2 separate regions of the Macaca mulatta genome follow, and region 1 is linked to region 2. Evidence: chromatin contacts called from public Hi-C data. All regions are on one chromosome and are shown on one strand. Each heading gives the region's core, a stretch centred on a gene start, on an enhancer-like site or on the middle of the called end of the contact. The rest is flanking DNA. Distances are from core to core; before and after follow the strand shown.

Region 1 (4,871 bases), core at 1,831-4,330, 64 kb after region 2:
CCCAGGAAGCCAGGAAGAAGGGTCTATGTCTCTCCACACTTTGTGTTATGAGAAAAATACCTCATGTGTAGTACTATTTTGTGGGCTTTTGTTTCATTTAGCTGAAGGCAATAATGACTAACACAAATACTGTGTTTACAACTGAGAATAAGTAATTGCAAATTTGAGGACTGTTGGGTAATCACCTTAACAAGATTCTGCACATCACTTTTCATGAGGGTTCTATCCATGTTAAAGCCATTACTTGGATCCAGGACAACAGCTTTCACCTGGAAAAAAGTAGGAACAAGCCCATTAAGTAGGAAAGAATCCATTAAGCAATTTTATTTCATATTATTAGTTTAATGTGTTTCCATTTTTTAAACAACTACCTCCTGATTACAGTGGGGTTGGTTTTTCAACTATTTTTCTTACTACTGAACTCATCAGTACCCTTGTTAGAGGCTGAAGAAAAGGAGCAACAAACATCAAATTTGAATGGGGTGCTAGAAAAGTTATATGGGGAAATAAGTTGAAAGCAATGGCTAGGTTTTCAGTTGGGAAACTATGGTATATTTTATTGTATTTTTATTGTGTATTGTTATCTTAACCAAAAGCAAGAACAGAGAAACCATAGCAATGAGTAATTTTTAACAACGGCAAACAAAAATACACACCAAAAAATTTCCACACAGGAGAACATTATTTATGTTTTCCAAACTCATCAAGGTCTTCTAAATCAGTCTCTATAAATCTACAACTCACATGCTCTATAAACGTTTTTAAAATGTTTTCACTAACTTGTCCGATGATCTCATTATGTTTAAGCTGAAAAACATCTATGAAAGCTTCACAGAATTTAAAGGGGAAAATGGACATCACATCTTAAAAAAGCTCTTAATAAAGTAGTAATCACAAAAAGATTTCTTCTTACCATAAAAGCAATCAGAGTTTCAGAAACAATCTCTCCATGGGCTGCACATTCTTGTCCTATTTCTCGTATAATACTCCTTATAACACTTTCGGCCTGAGTTGGAGGCATTCTGGCTAAATAAAACAACAATTTTTTTTAAAAACGTGAGTTTATGCAAATTTTTTTCTCTTCCGATTTCTCCAATACTGTATTTGTAAAGAGTCATAATATCATCTATTAGCTTATTAGTATTTTTATTAGTATCTAGGCCTCTCCTGTTTTTCATTATTTTTAAAAATGAAGGACTTTATTGAAGACAGACAATGATTGGGATTTCAAATAATTGAAACATCTGATAATTAACATTTTCAATTATTTAAATTATGGTCACTAAACATATATTCCTATCATGATATTCTTAATTAAAAAAAAAAAAAAAAAAAAAGGCTAAGCAGGCTGGGCGCGTATGGCTCACGCCTGTAATCCCAGCATTTTGGGAGGCCGAGGCAGGCGGATCAGCTGAGGTCGGGAGTTCGAGACCAGCCTGACCAACACGGAGAAACCCCGTCTCTACTAAAAATACAAAATTAGCCGGGCGTGGTGGCGGGCGCCTGTAGTCCCAGCTACTCCGGAGGCTGAGGCAGGAGAATCGCTTGAACCCGGGAGGCGGAGGTTGCGGTGAGCCGAGATCACGCCATTGCACTCCAGCCTGGGCAACAAGAGCGAAACTGCGTCTCAAAAAAAAAAAAAAAAAAAAAAAAAAAAAGGTAAGCAGCATTTGTAGGGGAAGAAGGTAAAATTAATGAGAAACCCAAGAGTACAGCTTGAAAGAGGAAATGCTTATTCAACCACATTCACTAAATAATCTTTCGTAATGGTACTAGAATCTTGGAAAACAATTCTTGCTCAGATCATTAAAATAATCTTTTCCGCACATCTAAAATGGAGTTCAGACTCTCGATAAAAAACACAAAAGCAAAAACCAAAACGTAAGAGTTATGCATCATGGAAAAAAATGAACTCCTGGTTATTAATTCCATTTACTCTAAGGAAAAAGTGGCAGGTTTTGACCAAGTTTTCTGATTTTCCTGAATATTAGTAACTGAGCACAATGGAACTTGGCATGTAGAGTATAACAAAGGCAATATCAGGTAGATAAAGCCAACTCCTCAGCATTATTAGCTTTCCGATGGATGGGTACGGAAGCACGAGGCATTTTGTCCAGTGAAACCAGATTGCTTGGATTCCATCGTGACCCGACCACTGTCTAGCTGTGAGATCTTGGGCACTTGTTTCACTTCTTTCCAGAGGCGTGAGGACTAAATTAGTCCTATATGTTGTGTGGTTACAACAGTTTGCGGCATAAGGGAATCGCTTAAAACAGCTTTGAATCAGTACTCCAGGATCGCAAGCAGCGCATGCGCGAGTGTCAGTCTGTGGGAGAGTCTATCCTGCTCCGGGTCTGTGTGCGCATGCGCAACGGTGCCGGGTCGCTAGGGACGCGGCTCAGCACCTTCCCCGCATCCACCCACCAATTACTAAGTCTCCCGAGGTCAGGCTTCTAGGGTAGCCAGTGGAGTGGAACAGAGGCGGAAGGCCTCAGGCGCCCGCGCAGTGGCTAGAGGGTCGCCCTGCAGCCCTGGGCGCCTCCGGCGGGAATGGACCGCTGTTCCAGCTCAGCGGCGGCGCAGCCTAAAGGATCGAGACTGAGAGCTAAGTCTCGACTAGGCAGGACGCGGTCCTCCAGCCGCCCGGGCTCCGCCAGCTGCCCCACGCTCGCCGCCTGGCGGGACACACCTCCGGGTCAAGGGCGCGGAGCCCCGAGTAGGCTGACCTGGATCGGAATCGACAGCAGGAGCCGTGTCTGTCTGCTTCTGTCCTGGGGCCCTCACCGCGACCGTCGGGGCAGTTGGGCTCTCGCAGCAACCGCCGCGTAACCATGGAGATGGAAGGCTCCGGACCAGATGGGGTGGGGCCAGGTGGGGGCGGGGCTGGGTCCCACTTTGAGGGTCTTTTCCGCGAAAGATGGGCTGGAAAAACTTTAAAAACAAAGAAATTCCAGGCAGAGACATCTTAACCTCCGTGGTTAAGACTGTGAAACACAAGTTCTCGTAAATAAGGACATTAACTCGCTAGCGTGGGAACGATGGGGCGGCTTTGAAAGCGGGGTCGGGGAGAGGGAGGAGCCAGTTGGAGAGGCTGGGAAAACGGAAGGGCTGTATCCTGGACAAATAGAGTTCTTTTTTTTTTTTTTTTTTTTTTTTTTTTTTTTTTTTTTTTTTGAGACTGAGTCTGGCTCTGTCGCCCAGGCTGGAGTGCAGTGGCCGGATCTCAGCTCACTGCAAGCTCCGCCTCCCGGGTTTACGCCATTCTCCTGCCTCAGCCTCCCGAGTAGCTGGGACCACAGGCGCCCGCCACTTCGCCCGGCTAGTTTTTTGTATTTTTTGGTAGAGATGGGGTTTCACCGTGTTAGCCAGGATGGTCTCGATCTCCTGACCTCGTGATCCGCCCGTCTCGGCCTCCCAAAGTGCTGGGATTACAGGCTTGAGCCACCGCGCCCGGCCAAATAGAGTTCTTGTAAAAGTATCTAGATTTAAAAAACAAAAGTAAAAAGTATCGAGGTTTTATTTCATGTCCCGTTGTTCAAAGGAAGTCTGCAACAGAACGCTCCAAAATGCCCGAAGAGAAAACTCATTCAAGAAGCACATGATAAGAACACATTAGTGTCCGAGTCAAAATAATGAAGTTTTATCCCTTAACGATAATGTCGTTAGGCCCACCTTCAGACCTGAAAGTGTGAAAAAGGATTAAATACGCATTAGAAGGAGAGCATCAAACAACAAGGTTTTATTTTTAAACAGTAACTTTTCTCAAACTGCAAACAAACATGCAGAATATGCTTTGCTTAAGGACATTCCCTGATTACTAGGAAATGAATAAACACAAAAACTCAAGAATACACATCATAATATAACACAATTTTATTTCCACCTTCTAGAAAATGTTCCCGGAATGTGGATGAAGCTTGTGTAAAAATAGATGTTCAGAGTAACATGATTTATAATACCACAACCTTGGAAATCTAAACACGATATTTAAGTAAAACGTCGGGCAGGTATTTAAAATTATGTTAATAAAAACCTTGTGTTTGTCTTATACTTTTTAAAAGCCAAATGCAAAATTTATATATAATATGACTTAAACTATATTGACGTACATATAATGCACAAAAAGTGTATAAGTCATTTTTTCAAAATCACAGCAAGGAATTAGATCTAAGGATGGAATTATAGGTAAAGTATTTTTATTTCTTTATACTTTTCTGTTTTTTCTAGATTTTTCCATAATGAGTATATATTGTCTTATGATCTATAAAACAAAATTTTAAAATACTAGGGAGATGAGACTGGCTATTTGTAGAGAATGAGCCCAATTTACATATACAAATATACTGTAAGTATACAAGGTAAAGCAACCAAAGGAAGGTGAGATAGCAAAATTTTAACAGTGGTTGTATCTTTGTAATGGCTTATGGCTGATTTGTCTTCTTTGTACTTTAAGATAGCTACCAAAATGTCTTCCATGAGCATATATTATATATTAGAATATTAAATATTTTTTTTTGTTTTTTTTTTGTTTTTTTTTTTTTTTATTTTTTTGAGACGGAGTCTCGCTCTGTCGCCCAGGCCGGAGTGCAGTGGCCAGATCTCAGCTCACTGCAAGCTCCGCCTCCCGGGTTCACGCCATTCTCCTGCCTCAGCCTCCCAAGTAGCTGGGACTACAGGCGCCGCCACCTCGCCCGGCTAGTTTTTTGTACTTTTCAGTAGAGACGGGGTTTCACCGTATTAACCAGGATGGTCTCGATCTCCTGACCTCGTGATTCGCCCGTCTCGGCCTCCCAAAGTGCTGGGATTACAGGCTTGAGCCACCGCGCCCGGCCAGAATATTAAATATTTTTTAAGATGGTAAGAATCATATC
Region 2 (4,941 bases), core at 2,211-4,710:
CCCAGCACATATTTTAAATATTTTTATGATTACAAACTTGTGGATACAAAGCATGAAACCAACTGCAGCAATGTATATTCTAGATTTAAAGGCAGCAGAAAGAAAATAATTGAGAAATGAGTGGGGCTTAATATAAAACTTTATCACAATAAGAACTTACATCGAGCCACTCATTTCACTGCATTATACAAAACAATAATTCAAAACACAGGAAAAGAATATTAAGAACACAGCTCTAGAAAACTAGAAATGCAGGAAACATACAAACACTCAAGAATTACCTGCAAGTATATCTGAGCAGCAGCCATCTCTCAGGCACCAAAGCCTGTCCAGGACCTTTGGTAAAACCAGAAGCACTGGGTACCAACTCTCCCTCATACTTCCTTATTCCCAGACCTGCTCAGAACCTGCCATCACCCAAGGATCAAACTATTTCTACTTTCCTTACCCAACTCCCACCTATTATCCAATAGTCCCCTTAAGCTCCATTCAAATCTTTAGGCTCAAGGTTAAACAGGGATCAGCAAATTTTTCTGTAAAGGGCCAGAAACAAATATTTTAGGCTTTCCACAGCCATACTTTGACAACCCCAGGTTAAGAACCAGAAGGACACCGGGTGACTCCAGCCTGCTACTTTAACTACATTATATGCTAAGTACAATTTTGTTCACTGTTTTGGGAGCCTAATCACAATTCAAAGACTGTTTTCCTAGGAAAATAAAACAGGAGTTTCAAATAGATTAGATACGGTATGGTTGGAACTTCCAAGGAAACAGGTTCTTCAATATAAATATTTTCCCGAGTGAATTAAAGAATCTTTTCTGATTTGTTGGCAATTTTTAAAAATCATATCAGGTTTTAAATAAAAAGTAAAACAGAAGAAATATTTTTTAACTGCTTAAACTTTCTTTCCAAAAGATCTGAGGAGCCAAAAATCAGTGTTTATAAAAAAGGAAGTGAAGGAGATCACTATAATAATTCCTTCGTTCTAAAACTTTCCTACACAAGGGAAAAAATATGACTGCAAAAATAAACAGCAATAACCTTTAATCAGTGGAAGAGAAGGCACTCCCCATCTTCTAGATAAGGGGTGAACAAACTATATATGTCACTAGTTTACATGAGGCCTGTGAACTCACAATGGTTTTACATTTTTAAATACTTGATTAAAAATGTAGTAACATCTTGTGATACATGAAAATTGCATGAAATTCAAATTTTAGTGTCCATAAATAGTTTTATTAGAACATAGCCATGCTCATTTGTTTCTAAGTTATCCGGACTACCTTTTTTCCCCTACAACAGCAGATCTGAGTAGTTATGAAGAGACTATCCAGCCCTTTACAGGAAAAGTTTGACAACTCATGTCCTAGATTATCAACATTTTCACAAATAACAGAGATTAGGGCTGATAAACTAAAAAGTACTTTATTTTAGGTATTGCATAGGTTCCTGATTCCAAAAACAACATAGTGAATATTTAAACACTAAACCAAATATTGATGGCCTACAAACATATTTTGACTTATAATATTGTCACTAACTTGAAAAAATAGCTTTTTGCATAGTGATTACATAGGAATATATATTATACTCTTGAAACTACTGATCTAAGTGGAAGAGTAATCAAATAAGTTTAGGAATGTGCAAAACAGATTGGGCTTTGATATGGAATACCAGTTTTAAATGTATTTCAACTTTTAAATACTAAATGTTTTTAAGTACGATTTTCTCTGGCAGTTTAACATCAGACTAAACTATTTCTTGTTCACTCCATTCACAAATTCTCCAGTATAAAATTTCAGTTATTAGCAATTTCAGTTATTTTAGGGTAATATCAAAAGTCCATATGTAATCACTTCAAATTGGGCAAATCATTCAAACCACACCCAATGCCAGTAACTATAAACCTAGCCAACAACTCAACTGGCAGCCACATCTTAACCCTGCATTGTTCTCTGCTTCTCACGAAGTTCTGTTTACTCCTACACAGTATTTGTGTGGAAATGTCCCTCAAAAGAAACTTACAGTTTAAAATTTTTTTCAGTTACGTTTTACTATAGTTTATGGGGACATTACTTGTAATACCTAAGAACTTAGAAATTCAGGAAGTCCCAGATAAATCTTTTGTGGATATTCGGAAGCTATAGAAACTGTAATTTTGTTAGGATTACAATCAAGCCTCAACAAATATGTATTGGCAATAAGCCTAAACCTTTACATTGTTGCAGCTATTTCAAGTAATGATTTGACTTCTGTTATTTATAAGTTTTCGTTCGGATCAATTTTGCTATCCCCATTCCATTTTAGTTATCAGAACAATTCTATTTCTTTTTCCTTTATTTCCTGTGTTGCTACACAAAAGGCTTTTAAGATTGGACTTATTTGAAATGAAACAGAAAGAAGACATAAGAGAAGCATATGCAATTAAAGACAATGCCCCTGGGCAGGGCCTGATGATAAACATGGACCTCGCAACAGGGAAAATAACTTGACACCCACGTAAGAAGATATTCCTTAGGTATTCGTTCAATATTTATTCAAGGGTGAAGCCAAGTGTTCTATGGAGGAAGGGTGGAGCAAGAATCCGAGTGTTGTCCAACTTCTCCTAGTTAATGCACCACAGTCAAAAAATCCACCTCTGGTCCCAACTTACACTGCTCAGCAAAAGTGGTGCGGAGTCAATTAGACTCGCCCTCCTTAAATGCCAATTAGTAAACAAATACGCCTTCACCCAAATGTGCCATCCCTTAGGAGGAGGGAGGTGGCTCTCACCTTCCACCACAAATATCAGAGTGTTCCTTCTAACTGCATACAGCATTCTCTATAATTACATACAGCACACAGGTGGGAACTGTTAACGATTGTTATCTTCCTTTCATTACGATTTCAGTGCTGTTTTGACGTCCCAATGATGTCTTTACTGGTTGTTGCATGGCCCAGCCGCCGCGTGGGGTCTGCGCCCGGAGTCTGCCTTTAAGTCTCTGAGCATCCGCAAGGCAGGAGGCGCAGAAGACACCGAAGTCGCGGGGCCAGGGCCAAGAACTGTCCTGTCTCGCTGGGCGATGCGGTCCAGCCCCGGACCCACGCCCTGGCCCCTCTCCGGGTCCGCCGCAACCCAGGCCTGTCAGAATTCGGTTCCCACCCACTCCCAGCTAGTGGAGGTCAGCGCGGTCTCGGACTGCCGACCTGCCAAACGCGGAGTCAGGCGCGGAGACTGCAGCCGCAGGGGGAGGCCGGCTGCCCGGACGGCCGGGAGCAGCTCCACGCAAATTCCTGACGCCTCAGCCCGGCCGCAGAGGCCGTGGGCAACCAGGGTGTTCCGCTGCTCGACAGGCGCGGACCAGCGCAGATGCTAGACCGCCGCCGCCCCCCTCAGACTTCCCACTCCCAGCAGCCCCAGTCCTCACCTCTCGGGGCAGCCATGGTTCCCCGATAGCCCAGCGCGGAACTGACGCCCGCCCCTTCCGCGCCCCAGCGCAGGACACCAGGGACCGCCCCTTGTGGTCATAGAGACGAAGCCGCTCGGCCTAGAGCGCCTCGCCGGCCTCCCGGTCGGCCACGCGCTAAAACTGGTTTCAGGAATCTGAACTACACCCCAAAATGGGGAGAACGCGGATCGAAGGGAGGCCTTCCCGGCCGCGTCCTAAGTGACAGGTGTGTGAAATTCGGTTGGGGAGGTGGTTCTGTAAACTGCGGCTCCCCGCCGGCTGAGTGAAGGGAGCGCTGCCTTCTGGGAATCGTAGTCCTCACAAAGGTGTGAGTAGGCGGCAGATAAGGATTTGGGTTTAGCCTTAGGGATTCACTCCTGTCAAAGCTGTTAGAGAAGCTCCCAGAACTCGTAAAGTAACAAAAACTACTTGCGGCAACATTTGTAACTTCCACCTAGCTCATTATCTTCCACTGTTACCTTGTGTTCTAGATAAGTTATAATTTATGCTACATATTGTTCAAACGTCTTGTGCCTGTTCCATATCGTCAGCATTGTCATTGGTTATATTTACCCAGCTAGACATTCTAACGAATGATCTTCGGACAACAAAAGGGCCTTTTAAAAAAAATTAGATGTATCGGCCGGGCGCGGTGGCTCACGCCTGTAATCCCAGCACTTTGGGAAGTCGAGGCGGATGAATCACCTAAGGTCAGGAGTTCGAGACCAGCCAGGCCAATATGGCGAAACCCCGTCTTTACTAAAAATACAAAAAATTAGCCGGGCGTGGTGGCTCGCACCTGTAATCCCAGCTACTCAGGAGGCCGAAGCGGGAGAATCACTTGAACTCGGGAGATTACAGTGAGCAGAGATCGCGCCCCTGCACTCCAGCCTGGGCGACACAGCGAGACTTCGTCTCAAAAAAAAAAAAAAAAGTAGATGTATCAACAGGCATTTTAACCACTATAATCTCCACTTTCACTAGGGGATGTTAATTATCATAATTGATATTAGAAATAATTCATTGGTGAAATAAATGATGTTCCAGATATGTGTATTGGTTTAAAATACTATGAAAATACCTCAGCACTTACAGGAATAGCGATGCAAGATTCTGAGCTGCCCAGCAGCCCACACCTTCTGCAGCATGTTCTTTCTCCAAAATTGTCCTTTTAGAGGGTTGAGTGGTGAATGTTATATACCATTGTCTTGTTAAATATACATATAGATATATCTGGTCTGTTAACCTTCTTGGAACATTTTGCATGCCTTATTGGCATCATATTAATATTGGGAGGGGCTCCCAGGAGACCAGAGTTGACTTTGTAGAGGCAGACATTTGATGAATCTCATTTTGGAATAGTGTTGGACTCTTCCTCTACCTGGTAATGAGTGTGCTCACTGGTACTAATCTTCCCTTACCGTAATTGGTATAGTTTCTACTTGTAGAATTGTTCAGTTCTCTCCTGTGTATGTACTTATGCATACATTTAAACAGAAAAGTCATATAT

The links. Hi-C and Micro-C count contacts between places; a contact is called where the count stands out from the background.
Region 1: a Hi-C map of cortical neurons shows a contact between it and region 2, with 3 times the contacts expected there. The contact joins the promoter of CFAP206 here to the promoter of SLC35A1 in region 2. A contact is called at or near these places in 2 of 14 Hi-C or Micro-C datasets (cortical neurons and fetal cortex germinal zone).

The regions. Positions count from the first base shown.
Region 1 is chr4:98,510,264-98,515,134 of T2T-MMU8v2.0, forward strand. It overlaps CFAP206 (cilia and flagella associated protein 206), which reads right to left and starts at 3,081. Exons shown (of 13, transcript XM_001089007.4): 1 at 2,727-3,081; 2 at 914-1,022; 3 at 186-269. The coding sequence starts at 2,833.
Region 2 is chr4:98,445,730-98,450,670 of T2T-MMU8v2.0, forward strand. It overlaps SLC35A1 (solute carrier family 35 member A1), which reads right to left and starts at 3,461. Exons shown (of 8, transcript NM_001266759.1): 1 at 3,411-3,461. The coding sequence starts at 3,426.